Regions from separate parts of the Sus scrofa genome. Here region 2 is linked to region 1. Evidence: chromatin contacts called from public HiChIP or PLAC-seq data. All regions are on one chromosome and are shown on one strand. Each heading gives the region's core, a stretch centred on a gene start, on an enhancer-like site or on the middle of the called end of the contact. The rest is flanking DNA. Distances are from core to core; before and after follow the strand shown. Region 1 has its middle 510 kb from the start of CSNK1G3. Region 2 has its middle 570 kb from the start of ZNF608.

Evidence for each region. HiChIP or PLAC-seq counts read pairs in DNA pulled down with a chosen protein or histone mark.
Region 2: a contact with region 1 is called in an H3K27ac HiChIP or PLAC-seq map of skeletal muscle, with 2.4 times the contacts expected there. The contact joins two enhancer-like sites. A contact is called at or near these places in 3 of 47 Hi-C or Micro-C datasets (embryonic fibroblasts and psoas muscle) and 1 of 2 datasets of contacts at active chromatin or transcription factors (skeletal muscle).

What each region holds. Positions count from the first base shown.
Region 1 is chr2:127,517,297-127,524,283 of Sscrofa11.1, forward strand. No RefSeq gene overlaps it. Among named protein-coding and RNA genes, the nearest start is that of CSNK1G3, 510 kb to the left of the region's middle. Within about 2 kb of position 4,760, at least 16 of the 83 cell types and tissues checked have an H3K27ac peak or open chromatin away from gene starts, as enhancers often do. A contact at or near this core is called in skeletal muscle, where this site is marked.
Region 2 is chr2:127,586,757-127,594,058 of Sscrofa11.1, forward strand. No RefSeq gene overlaps it. Among named protein-coding and RNA genes, the nearest start is that of ZNF608, 570 kb to the right of the region's middle. Within about 2 kb of position 2,230, at least 15 of the 83 cell types and tissues checked have an H3K27ac peak or open chromatin away from gene starts, as enhancers often do. A contact at or near this core is called in skeletal muscle, where this site is marked.

The DNA.
Region 1 (6,987 bases), core at 3,510-6,009:
ATGCTTCATGGGTTTTATAAACACACACTGAATCCTAAAAACTACCCTGAGAGTTAAGCGCTAAAGTCATCATGCAATGGACTTTTGTTGTTGCCTTCCTAGCATCTATTTCCCCTTTTTGGATAAGAAGGGTCCAAATTTTGTTTGGGGATCCATCCAGGGCCTACTCTCAGTCCTTCTCTTTGGATGGGGCTCCATCCTTAGGTGCAGGAAACAGAACATGTGACCAAGGACTTTCTGCCCTGGAGACAGAAAGTGGTTGTGAATGTCTTGCAAGAACAGAAAGATGCTCATCAACTGATTTTAAACCTAAAAAAAAATTGTAGACTGAAGCTTCTAGAAATGGCTTTCCACCATAAGAGGGAAGCCTTATGGGAATGGAACCAAAATAGGGCAAAGGATGCTGAGATAGAAGAAAGAGAAAAAGGAGATTAACCAAGTCTCCCTGATATGGTTTGGGCTCTGGATCAATCTGAATCTTGAATTTATGTCAACACCTCAAAATTTTAGTTACTTGAGCCAGTTCATTGCCCCTTTCTTCTCTTGAGTCTGATTGGGTTGGGTTTTCTGTACCTTGCAAAAGAAGTAATCTTAATTGATGTGCATGATTTTATAATCTAGAAAACTAAGACTGAGTGAAAAATTTATACTTGCTCAAAGAGCTGGATTTAAGTAAGTAGCAGAGCTGGATTTCAAATCTAGTCTCTTTCACTCAAATACCACATTCTTCCAAGACAACATGAAACATAAAGGCAATGGTTTGATTTTGAAGGGTATGATGTTAAATTTTATAGGTCCCACTTGCTTAGGCTATGATGACTAGTGCTTAAGCAAATACTAGTCAAGATGATGCTGTGAAGGTATTTTGGAGATGTGATTAATACTCACAATCAGTTGAAATTAAGTAAAGCAGATTATCCTCCAGAATGTGTGTGGATGGCCCCCATCCAATCAGTTGAAGGCCTTCAGAGAAAAAAACAGAGAAGAAAGAATTCTGCCTCAAGACCATACCACAGAAATTCTGCCTGAGTTTCCATTTGGCCTGTACAGATTTTGAACTTGTCAGTAAATTTCTTAAAATCAAACGATCAATCTCTCTCTTTCTCTAACCCTGATTGATACAAAGAGTAACTGAAGGATACCCAGGAAAATGTGGAATAGTACCAAAGGAAATCTATTTTTCTCCCTCAACAATCCTTTCCTAGATGACTTTCCAAAATAAGACAAGAAGGACAAAGCTCCATGATCAAGGTCATAAGGAAATTTTTTTGGTCAAGTGCCTGATGAAAAATTTTGTTTGCTTTATTTCCAAAGTGAAAAAAGTTTTCAGCTATTTAAAAATAAGTCATGTCAAACTGTTACTGTCTAATACTTTTTAAAATGCAAAGTGACTTTGAAATTAGAAGGCAATGAAGAAGCATTGGTCTGCATTGGTTTGAGAGAATTTTCTTATTCTTTCAAAGAGTTTGATTACAGTTCAGTGGAGGGACAGAGTCTTGAAGGAGAACTGACCAGTATTAGCATGATTTACACCTGGTTTCTCATATCACTCTTCGCTACAGTCACAGCATCCACTCAAAAGATGCAGCATTGTTCAATATAATACAGAGGGTAACTGAGCCATCAGCTTGGCTCCACACGGCAACTGTGCTGACATTCGCTAAAATGCCCAAACCCAATGGGATAAATAATTCAGTTTCCCTGAAAGATATGAGGGAAGAGCTCTGACGGGCTGATAGAGAAAAATGCTGCTGTCCTCCCCATCTGCTCAAAGAATGCAAGGCTTGTCAACTCTATCCTAGTTTTCAAATAAACCATGAAATTCACAACCCCAAATTGAGAATCTCATTTTCAGCCACACATATTCTTAATTTCTGTTCCACCAATACTACAGGCATAAAGAGATAAGTCAGATGATTTGCATCTTGAACTATAAAAGAAGTTTCAGAGAGACAATAGGAAAAAAGAAGGTTTGGTAGGTTTGGAAATTTCTTTTTCTTTTAATACACTATAAAATGTGAAGCAGAAGCACAATGACTTAATGAGTTTCTGTCTCTGTACTGTGACAAATCTACAATTTGGCCATTGTAAAAGTAATGATATGTTTCATTAATTTCATATGTTCCTGTAATAGAGTATTTGGAGGGAAGGCATTTCTGCTTTAGAAATTAGAGCAAAGAAAAGCTGATAAAAGCTTCAAGTTGGTGTTCAGTACTTCCTGGAACACATTAATAACATTCAACCGCCTTTTCAAACACACAGACAAATCTCAAAGCGATGCTTTGTCTTCCCAGTCATAATCCTAATAATGAAAGACTAGAAATCCTCACCTAGTTTCTCCGCACCATCTGCCTCCCCCCTTGCTTGCACATGTGCACCTGCCTACGCACACATTGCCCTTTTCACAAGTATACTTGGACATGGAAGCTGATATTCTATAACCCCCATCCATCTACTCAGGTACTCTGGGGCCACATCCTCTATGTAGTTTTCAAGTTCCTTTTGGAGACTGTTCTTCATACATAAGTCCCATAGTTACCATGGTCTCACCTTGCTTTTTTAGAAATATCTTCATACTGGGCTTTCTTAGGTTGGATCCTCAAGAAGGTGACCCCAAACAAGGGTTTGAATATAAGAACTTTATTTGTGAGAGGATGTGGGAAGCATGTGAAGTGGAGAGGGAAAATGAGATGAGAAGGCAAGAAGCCATTCAGTGCTGCACTAGTGAGAAGAGCGGCCCCTGTGGGAAATGGGGATGCCATCCCATTGTGGAATGTTTGGGGTTTGTGCAAAACCCATTGAGATTGTCCCCACTGGGGCACCCATCCTCCAACTCCCCTGTGTCACTGGCCGAGGGCTGCTCCTGGGGGAATGAAATCCCCATATTTCTGGCCTTTTGTGTTTGTGGATGAAGAGATCTCTTGGGGGGAAAGCTTGCAGTAGGACCCTAGTAGCACATGTGGGAAGGGTGAGAGCTGAGAGGATGTCAAAACAAATGTGGCTGCTAACAGTGCCATGGAGCGGGTCTGTCCCCCGAGCCACTCAACAAGACATTTTTTACCCCAAATGTCCATGCACTACCGTCTAGGAACCACATGGCAAATTTGTCAAACCAGTCACTGAAATACAGTCATCTGCTATACTTCCTATTTCCATGCAGAGTCTCGACAGTGGTGGGTTTCCTGTCTTGGTCTTTAGAAAACACTTTGCACTTATTCTAATACTTGCTAACAGGGCCAGCTGGAATCTACAAACTCTCTGTGAAATCTGGATGGGATCAATGTGTCTATTCTCTAAAAACATCTTATATCCCTTAGTGATATCTATATCCCAACACCACGAATAGACAAATTAGGCATGGGTAGGTAGGAAAGGAGAATGGGAGGAGGAAAAATTTACATCACAGCAGTAGAAGAAATCTCAAGGGTAGATGAAGTTTTTTGAAGTGGGAAAGCAGAATTATGTGGTCTACTTTTTTCCAAAGAAACGCCTCTAACCCAGGCCTGGGGAATTACATGCTATTCCAGCAGCCTGTCAGGGTAGACATCTTTCCAGTAGACGTCTGGCACCCTGAGGGCTTCTGCAGAGCCATTTTCAATTGGTGGTTCTCTTGGCCAATGAGAGACCCACTCATTGCCAAGCCTCCATCTACTTTCATAAAATCATTAGCCCTACTAAGAGAAAGCACTGAATTGAGGCTATTCTGTTAATTAGACCATCCCATTTCTCATTATCTTATCATCGGACTGCCTCCCGAGAATGGGGTTGAAAGAAGGTGGGAGGTAGAAAGAGACTAAGAGCAGACACAGCTGATTAAAAATGTATTTCTATTTAAAAAATACATACATTTTAAAAGCAAAACCAAAGCAAGAAACTAATGGGCATACTAGGCATTCATGGAAGAAATACATTTAAAAGCAAAACCAAAGCAAGAAACTAATGGGCATACTAGGCATTCATGGAAGATACAACGTGCCTCCAGCATGCCACAGTCCCAAGCCTCTGCAAGAATGAACAGCTTGGCCTTTGTTCCCATGAATATGATACAACAACTCTTCTCTTTGTCCAAGTACCTGCACTCCTAGGGCTGATTTTCTTGTTTTTAGGGTGATGAGATTTCTGACTTGAAGTCCTAGTATTCCTGGGCTTGACAGGACATAGGGTGGCATTCTGGGGCCACCAAGACATTGCTTCAGATGAGTACTTTTCTCAAAGTGCAACTAATTAAGTCTTCCATTAACCCCCTGAAGACACAAGAACAAATGCCTAAACAGGGACTCTACAGACGTGTGTATATGTGTGTGTGTGTGTGTACACATGTGCCTTATGTATAAGCACATGCAGGCACATGCACACAAGCTGATGGGAAGCATAATCAGTCATACGGCACAAATAAGAGAACAGCTGCTTGTTTCAGATATTAAAAGAATGTAAATTGGGCTGAGTTTTCTTTTGGCATAAGCACAAGGAATGCTTAAGTTTCCCACTTGCACTTAATTTATTTTTAGGTTTATTCACCACCATTTGTCAGGTTTCTTGAGCTTGACCTGAAACTAACCTTTTAGATAAACGGGAAGGCAAACAGAGCCCTGAAACTCTATCTGTATGTTCTTTTGTCTTGGGAACTGTAAATCGGGGCATTAGGTGAATAACACAGCTTGGCTTTGTGTCATGAAAAGTAATTCAGGGCTGCGGTAAGGGCAGGATTTATGAAGCTGTCTGGCCAGGCTTGGGCAGAATGCCAGCTTCCACCTGCTTTGCAGACATGGCTGTATGCAGTTGGTCACACTGCTAAAGTTGCCAAATTCCTTTCACTGGAGAGAAGCATGGCTGTGCTGGCCAAAGTAGAAAAGCAGGGAGGGAAGGAACAGGGGTGGGGGTGGGGCATGGGGGGGGGGCATTGGCCTGGGGAGAGGGATGAGGTAGCCTGAGCCAACCAGTCTTTAGGAAACGAATCAATTACAAACTTTCCTTTGCTCATTCCTGAGCAAAATTCCCTTAAAAAAAAAAAATCCATCTATGTTTCTAAAACACTGTAACTAAGTAATCTTGTGGGGTTGGCAAAAAAAAGGAAAGTAAATCAATTTGCAAAGTTTAAGAGGGTTTTTTTTTTGTAAAAAAAATTATAAGGAATTGTGTCATAACTGAGGTTATCATATCATTTATCATCCAAACAGGGGCACTTTTCAAAGTGAAAGGGGAAGGACTATAATTAATTAGGCTGGGACAACACTCATAAATTGGGACCGTCCGAGGCAAAACGGGATGCATGGTGACCCTAGTAGAGACCATTTACACTGCTACACAATGAAGCCACTAAATGACTGTGGTGTTACAAGGATGCTTTTCTAAGAAGTGACAGAAATTATATTGTCTCTTTGATGGTGCTGGACTACCTCCATGAAGCAGATGGCCAAATTGTCAGGGTGCCAGAGCATACTGCAGAATATCCATAGGAAAATCATCATGCTCCCTATTTTTCAGTCCCTTCCCCTTCTGAAAAAAAGTGCAAAAAGCTCAGCAAAGCTCTGCTTTGCCTGACAGGGAAGGGCCAGCCGATAACATACAAGGCTTGTCAGCATCTGATTAATTAGCATTAAAGGCATGAGGTGGAACTTACATGGGCAACAGCCCTGTTCTTTGTGATCTCAATGCCAATGAAGTTTGACATGAACTCTCCCCCCTCTCAAGCAAAGTCATCTCGTAGAGTTTTTAACCTTCTTCCCACTTTCCCATACTCAGAGGTTCACAAGGGCATTCGTTTCCAATGGGTGCCATAACCAATTGCCAAATATTTGGTGTCTTAAAACAATAGGAATTTATTTCTCACAATGCTGGACCCCAGAGTTCCAAAATCAAGATGTGGGCAGGGCCAGGCTCCCTCCATAGGCTACAGGAGAGAGCCCTTCCCCTGCCTCTTCTAACTCCTGATGGCTCCTGGTATTCTGTGGCTGGTGGCCAAGCATAACCACAATCTCTGCCTCTCTTCACATGGTCCTCTTCCTATAGTTGTTTCTGACTCCTCTCCTCTCTCACAAGGATGCCAGCCACTGGATTTAGAGCACACCTAAATCCTGAATGATTTCATCTTCAGACCCTTAAATAATCCCATCTAAAAGATACCATTTTCAAATAAGATAACATTCTGAGGTTCCTGGTGGACATGAATTTGTGAGTGGGGACACTATTCAACCCACTACAGTTAGAAAACCAGAAATGAGTCTATTTCTCAAAAGCAGCCCTTTAGGCCTAATCTCCAAAACATACAAACAACTCATATAACTCAACAGAAAAAAAAAAAGACCAATTTAAAAATGGGCAGAAGATCTAAATAGACATTTCTCCAAAGAAGATATACAGATGGCCAACAGGCACATGAAAAAATGCTCAACATCACTAATTATTAGAGACATGAAAATCAAAATTGCAATGAGGTACTACCTCAAACCCATTAGAATGGGCACCATTGACAAGTCTACAAATAACAAATGCTAGAGAGGGTGTGGAGCTAAGAGAACCTTCCTACACTGTTGGTGGGAATGTAAAGTGGTATAACCACTTTGGAAAACAGTATGGATGTTCCTCAGAAAACTAAATCTAGAACTACTACATGATCAAGCAGTCCCACTCCTGGGCATATACCAGGCAAAACTTTCATTCAAAAAGATACACGTACCCCTATATTCATTGCAACACTATTTCCAAGACAAGGAAACAACCTAAAAGTCCACTGACAGATGAATGGATTAAGATGTTATACATATACATAATGGAAAATTATCCAGCCACAAAAAGGACAAAATAATGTGATTTGCAGCAACGTGGATGCAACTAGAGATTCTCGTACTAAGTGAAGTAAATCAGAAAGAAAAAGAAAAATACCATATGATATCACTTATACGTGGGATCTAAAATAGAGCATAGAGCATAAATGAACCTATCTAGAGACAGGTCTTGTGGTTGCCAAAGGGGAGGAACGAGGAAGTG
Region 2 (7,302 bases), core at 980-3,479, 67 kb after region 1:
GGTGAGTTGCCTTTTAACGTGTTTCTTTAGAAAGACAGTGTAGCTGCTCTTTGGCATACTAAAGGCAGCATGTACTGTGCAGGACTTTCTAACTAGAGGTTAATAAAAGGGAAGTAAACATATGAATTGATGTTCTCAGCCATGTGGGGGAGAAGGACGCATCTAACTGTATACCCAGGAAATGTGAGCAATGACTTCATCCAATCTCAGAACAAGACTCATGTTTACCTAGATTCTCCTGGTCAGATGTGGCATTAGAAACCAATTTGATTTTTTCTGAGGTAGTGACACTAATAACAGAGCATGAAATACAAAGTCTTTTTTTTTTTTTTTTGTCTTTTTGTCTTTTTGCCTTTTCTAGGGCCGCACCCACGGCATATTGAGGTTCCCAGGCCCGGGGTCCAATCAGAGCTATAGCCTCCAGCCTGTGCCAAGCCATAGCAATGTGGGATCTGAGCCACGCCTATGACCTACATCACAGCTCACAGCAACGCCAGATCCTTAACCCACTGAGCGAGGCCAGGAATCAAACCTGCAACCTCATGGTTCCTAGTCAGATTCGTTAACCACCGGGCCACGACGGGAACTCTGCAAAGTCATTTTTCACGATCAGTTCACAGGGAGATATTTTCTTTCAAGTACAAGCTACAAGTATTTTTTTCAAAGAATGTGAAGGCTTCCAGAGGTATGGGATGTTACTTTTTTTAATCTGATAATACATATGGAGGAAGCAGGTTCTCAAAACAATGTTGATTCTGCCTCTTTTAAAAATATGAATTGCCTCACTTCTGGTCATATATAAAACTATCTGTTCTTCTTCGAACATGTTTAAGGAGAAGTTGGGCAAACAAAACTAGTTCTAAGGCACGGCTCCATTCGCATACTCTGCACTGATGCTTCTAGAAAGTGTATTTATAATGTGTATTTACTTTAAGAAGATCAAGACACTTACTTTTAAAATACGTTTCTGTGATATGTGCTCCCAGAGTTGGACATTAATCAAACCTAAGTAGAATCAACTGAGAGTCAAACTGAATCTCAGAAGCAGAATAACTGGCTTTAGAGAAAGGGCTGGAGGGCTTAGGAAAAGGTCCTCAGGGAAGCAGGCTGTACTTGGAATGTGAGTACCAGTCATTCTATGTGCCACTGGCTGTGTCTGTCCTTAGTGGTCTCAGATCCCATTGTGAAGGAAGGACTTTGGGAACATCCTTCTCCCTCTTGCCTCTCTTCTCCATTTGTAGGTTACATAGAAGCAAGACCAAGAGAGTATGAACTAACATTCAAATTTAGGGCTTATACTTTTTTAAGTTTTTAGTAAGATAACAAGAGTAAACAAAAGAGCTTTGTTCCCAGTCTTAATTTTAATTGGTTCATGCAAAGATATTTTCTAACCATTGGAATCCACAACCTAATCATTAACTTAATCATCCTATTAACTTTGCCAATATACATTGCTTTATGCCATACTGACCTACTCATGTGCACAAAATATGTGTGCAACATTCAGAGATACAGCAAGTTGTGTGTCTGTATGGAGAAAGACACAGACACACACACACACACACGCACAGAGCAGGTCAAGACAACAGCTGTTCAGCATTATTTACAATATACAGGCATCAGTGATGACCTAAAGAGCTGAAGAAAAAAACAGGCCATATTTTCAGCTTAATAAAACCCTGCAGTAGGGAGCCCTTTATGAACAATTACAAGCATTTGCCGGAAATACATTTGCTGATTTAACAAACTGGGTAGGACAAATGTTTAACATGCTGTCGTAATGATGTTCAGATGCTTTTCTTAGTATTCGTTGATCTGAGATAATGCGTTCTTGCCCAATCATTCTACAAAGCAGCAGCAGAAATAAATAAATAAATAGATGTAACGTGATGCGCTCCCACAATAGCAGCGCTGCTGACTGCCCCTGACAGATGGGGAAAAAAAAAGTCAATATGATGCCTGAGACAGCCCAGGCTTGGCACCGCAGAATAAATTACATGATTCGCTGAATGCCTGGGCTTCGCTCAGACATACAAAAAAATTGGAAAGATAAAAGCTTGCATTGGCTTCAGATGATATTTACTGCTTGATGGATTTACTAGCAGCCCCAGTACAGTCATACTGTATTGAATTATTGGCCTCTATTTAGCTGTGTGTCTGTCGGATCTTGAGTGTCCATTTAAGCGTAAGTGAGCTGGAGGCCCGCCAAGCCTCTCAGAGGCTCTGGGTACAGAGGGAGATGTGAGCTAATGGCCACCAGCCCGAAGAACAGAGAGCTGGAGGACACTGGGGGAGGCAACAAAGCCCAGCTACAAAGTACTTTCTTATCAATATTAATGCCAAAATAAATATTAATGGAGGCTGCCCGGCACATCATTTTTGAATGTGCCTTGTTTTCTTTGTATTTTAACACAAATGGCTGGAAATGACTGTGTGATTTTTCTCTTTCTTTCACATTTTCTTTCTTGCTCTGAATCTAAGCAAGAATTTGGAAAAGAACATTAGCTTTGCTCCTACCGTTGTCACAGCGGTGGGGTTTCTATAAGGCAAAGGAGGCAAATGAAATGCTGGTTTTAAGAGGTATACGGCTTCCAATAAAATATATGATTAGAATAGTAATGCACAGTATTGCAGCTATTGTTATGGATTCTTTATTGCATTGTGCTCAGGCAGTTCAACTGAGAAGTAGCATTTCATGTACAAAGAACCCAATGGGAAAGTCGCATTGTCATCTTAGCTTCAAAAAAAAGAAGGTGGTGTGTGGCAGGGGGGCAAAAGGGTCCATGGGGACTCTCTGTACTTTCGGCTCCATTTTGCTGTGAACTTAAAACCACTCTAAAAAAATAACATTTACTAATTAAATGAACACGCACACAAAGAAGGTGTAGGTACGGTGGGCATGGTGGGGAACAAAGAGAGCTAAGTGCCCAAGGCACTGGAGTGACCCAGAGTCCAAAACGTGAGTGAACTGAAATTGTGCATCATGTGTGCACGATGGGGAAGTGAGCGTAAGCCAGAGAGATGGAGCAGTTAAGAGAAGGTCTAGGGATTATTCCCAGGTTACTCACTTTTTATGCGAGTGATCAGGGGAAGGGTTACTGTGCAGGGCTCCAAAGTGAGATCTATGGCAGGAGTTTTCAGCTATCTGTGCAAGGGAACTGCTTCCCCCTGGGCAGCACAAAGCAACCCAGCATTCTCGGAAGATGCATGTGGAGCGTGCCAGATGACTGAATGCACAGGGTAGCTTCAAGAGGACCTCCTTGCTCTGGCGAGAGCACAGATAGCCTCCAGGAGCAGGAAACGGGCTGCAGGTGAACCATCCCCGTGTTAACTCACCATGGAACCAAAGCTGGGAAAATCACTTCATTCCTTTTAGCCACTATTTCCTAGCCCGTAAAACAGCTGCTGATGTCATCACAATAACAATTTACTACTTCACAAGATCTTTAGTGGATCAGGTGGGGCAGGAATGATGAAAAGGGGTATGTTATGGCAGCAATGCACACTCAGTGCTTTCACACTTGCTCATTTACTCTCTTCACAACACAGTGATGTGCATCTTGCTATATCCGTTTCATGAAAAATGAGATGTAGTGACCTAGCCCACGTCACATAGCTAGAAATGCCAAGAATGGACCCCACGCCTCCCCTAGGGTACACTTTCTGGATGAAAAGACAAGAGTGATGGTCATTATCTCCCTCTTTGGGGAGCAGGATGTGACCCTCTGGACCTGGACACATAGGCTTGAACTGGATGGCTGTTGAGGCTCTGATCAGGTACCCAAGGTCCCCTGCCGCTCACTCTACAGAGACCCACTTCTGAGACTGGGTCCTGGGACCAGCAGTGTTTGGATACACTAGCTGGGGGATCCACCAGCTAGCCTGGGGATCCCAATGTGTGGGAAGAAATCCCTTTGCTGGCTCTGGGGCAGAGCAGGTGGCAGAGGCTGAAGGGGTGGAGGACGCCAAGGAAGAGGAGGGTCGCAGGGGAGCATCTTGCCCATTTTCGGCTGATGTTGCTCCAACTCTGCACATGGCTCACAGCAAACGTCATAACTGTTGATATATTTCAATCTGACCAGTGCTGCCACTTGTACATTTAAATCCATTCTGTACATTGCTTTCAAGAACAAAAGGATGCAGAAGGCAAACGGAACTAATCACTGTTGCTGAGACTGAGAATAACACAAAGTAGTTGCTAGTGTCATCTGGCTGCTTGAAATACATCAGCTGACTACAGGTCAGAACAGGGCCCCAGTGTGGCTGGTATTGTTTCCAGGTTCCCCAGATAAGTAAACTGAGGTTGTAAGAGGTCAAGTCCTTACCTGGGTCACACAGATGGGAAGTCAGTAACTCAGCTCCAAAGGCCAAGTTTCCCCAGGTTGCCCCTGAGAAGTCTCTGTTTAGTGACAGTGTGTGATCTATTTTAGAACAATTTCTGTGAAATCTGACGTCTTTTTCTAATGGTACTTCTAAAAAGGAAGAAAAGGGATTCTGTGACTTGTTGTAACTCCCCTATTCGCATGGGGATTTTTCCTAAAAGCCCCTCGTGGTTTGGTGGAATGTCGAATATCCAAATTTGGAATCAATCTGGGTAGAGTTCCAGGCTCAGCCTCACAAAGGACTAACCTTCAGACTTTGGGCCAGGTATTAAGCTTTTCTGCACCGCACTCTACCCAAGTTCAAGTAATGGGAAAAACAATACTTTAAGTACTGAGAAATACTGAAGTAATATATAGAAGTACTTAGCCTATAGGCCTCAGTACCTGACAAGTATGATAACAACGATGCTTATTATTATTCTTCACATAAAAACAAGCATGATTTACTTTATAGCAGTGTAACTGTAAGGTCCTGGCCAGTAGGTGTCAGAGAGTTAACAGATCAGGAAAGGGGGTGTTGGATGATTCTGAATAACTACCCAAATTGTCAGTAGCTAGTATAATCTGCAGACTATTAATAAGTCAGAGCTGCAACATACATGGGGCAAAAGGATGCTATGTTTCAGAGAGAAGAGCAAGAGGAACTTGGAATCTGGCCATCTCTAGCATCTGCTTGGGGAGGTAAAGCTATGACACTCTTTGTCTCTCAGCCAGGCCAATGTGGTTTGTGATCTGCGCCTATTATTACATGTGGGCTCAGCAGGCAGGAGCCTCTCTGCAGGGAAAACACACAGCGTTGCCATGACAGGAACCCACTGTACTATCTGGCGACAACATAACTTCACATGATGGCAGAAATGGAACTGATGGGGAAAAAGTGGTTTTAACTTTTGTCTTATATAGATATAGATAGATACAGATATAGTCTAGAGATAATAAACACTACTAAAGGTAAAGCATTACACTTAATATTTTAATATATTTATATTTAATTATATTATAAATACCCATATTTTGACTTAGCAAAAACAGCAAGAAAAAATGCCTTCAGGTTCTTGTATCACAATCATACCTACATATTTTTAACCCATTAGCTTAGAACCTTCAGCAGTTGTGTGAAAGTTGACTACAGATTAGCCCTCAGTATGGATGATATATGTCAAATCATATATACTATCATTTACCAGCGGTCACTTATAGACAGAAGAGCTCAGCTGAAATCTACCAGTAATTAAAGTTAATACTGGCTGTGTTAACAGGACCCAAGTTAATGGACGTGCTAATTATTCTTCTCTGTGACAGACCCTGGCACCTGTTTGGTTTCCAGTTGGGACAAAGATAGACCAGATCCTGTTAGAATAAGGAGGTCATCCCATCCAGCCCCTCGTGACACACAGGCAGAGGTTCAGACTCTAAGACACATGAAAACTGTGGAACTGTGGGAAAACTATTCATGAGAAGTACTAAGAATGGAATAAAAAACTACTACGGTGTGAATGTTTTAAATCTGACCATAGAATAAAGAGTAGTTAACAGGGAGACACAAAGAGTAAGAAAAAAATAACTAGCCTTAAGATTGAAGTGATTAATAGGGAAGCTCCTTTAGGATCAATCAATACTAGGACCACTATTCTTCAGTATATTTATTAACAACCGAGAAGATAGATGAGGTGAAAAGTCATTGAATTTGTCGATGGCAAAATTGAAAGATTAAGGAAGATAGTGAGCAATGTGGAAAAAAAAAAAAAAAAACCTAGGGAAACCACATACTAAGCTAAAATGAACAAGGGAAAAAAAAAAAGAATACGCTTGGATGCATTATATTCTCTCAGGGGGAAAAAAAAGAAATAAAAGGATAAGAGAAACTATGCATTATTCAGAAAGAATCCTTCCTGAATATTTAAGAGCAAACTAAATTTGATTAAGGACTCAGATAATTGCTGTGAATAATTCTGTTAATAAATAAGCACAAACTGTACTAGTAGACATTCATTCTGTATAAGAGGAAAGTAAGCCAAAATCAGCCTTGTATTTTTAGTACCCTGTTGCCTTCAGTCTTTGAGAACTCTCCCTAACTTGTCCATCACGTCAGACTTCCCTGCATCTATTATTTTACCCCTCTGCCTTTGCTAACTTGTGCCTAAATGTGACACTCCAAACCAGACACAGCTGAAAATCTCCAGACAGTTAACCCTGTTATGCTAGGTATTTCAAAGAAATTTGGGACCATGAGAATAGAACCCCTGCTCTCTGAATGATCATGACAGGAAAGAAAACATGAAGTGATTTGATGCACTCAATATACAACTGCCTTGTATTTTGAAAATTTATTTTAAAACTGTGAGTGAATGTGGAGCCCCTTAAATTGCTCATAGTCTCCTCAACAGAATTTGTTAACAGGGGTGGAGCTCTTCCTTCCTTTCTTTCTAAACCCGGTGACCATGGGGTCTAGAAGCCATCTCTCCCTCTTTGTCCCACTGCTGTCACGGGTAACCGTGATCCCAGGGATGGCTTCCAATTCAGCATCAGGGGCTCTGAGAGTTCATTTATATTTTAAGAGAAATGTGAAAGCATGGCAAGAAAGATACAGCAATACAGGTCATTCAGGAGTGATTGAAAATTTCCCCATGTAACTTGTCTTGATTTGCAGGGAGCATTTGTACCTTGTGGGTCCCACCTCCGCTGCTTCTTCAGGGTCTCTACTGATGTGCTGACATCTGAGACAGCTGTGAAGGTGGGGCTTCTATACTCTCTGGAGAATACTCATCATTTCTTTGGATGAGAACCCAAAGGATTAAAGTCCATTAAGAAGGAATCAAAAGAAAACAGAATTTTAATAACCTCAGCTATTAATCTTCTTTTATATTTCTTCTGGATGCGAGACTACTCTGATAAAAAACATGTTAAGAATTAAGCATCA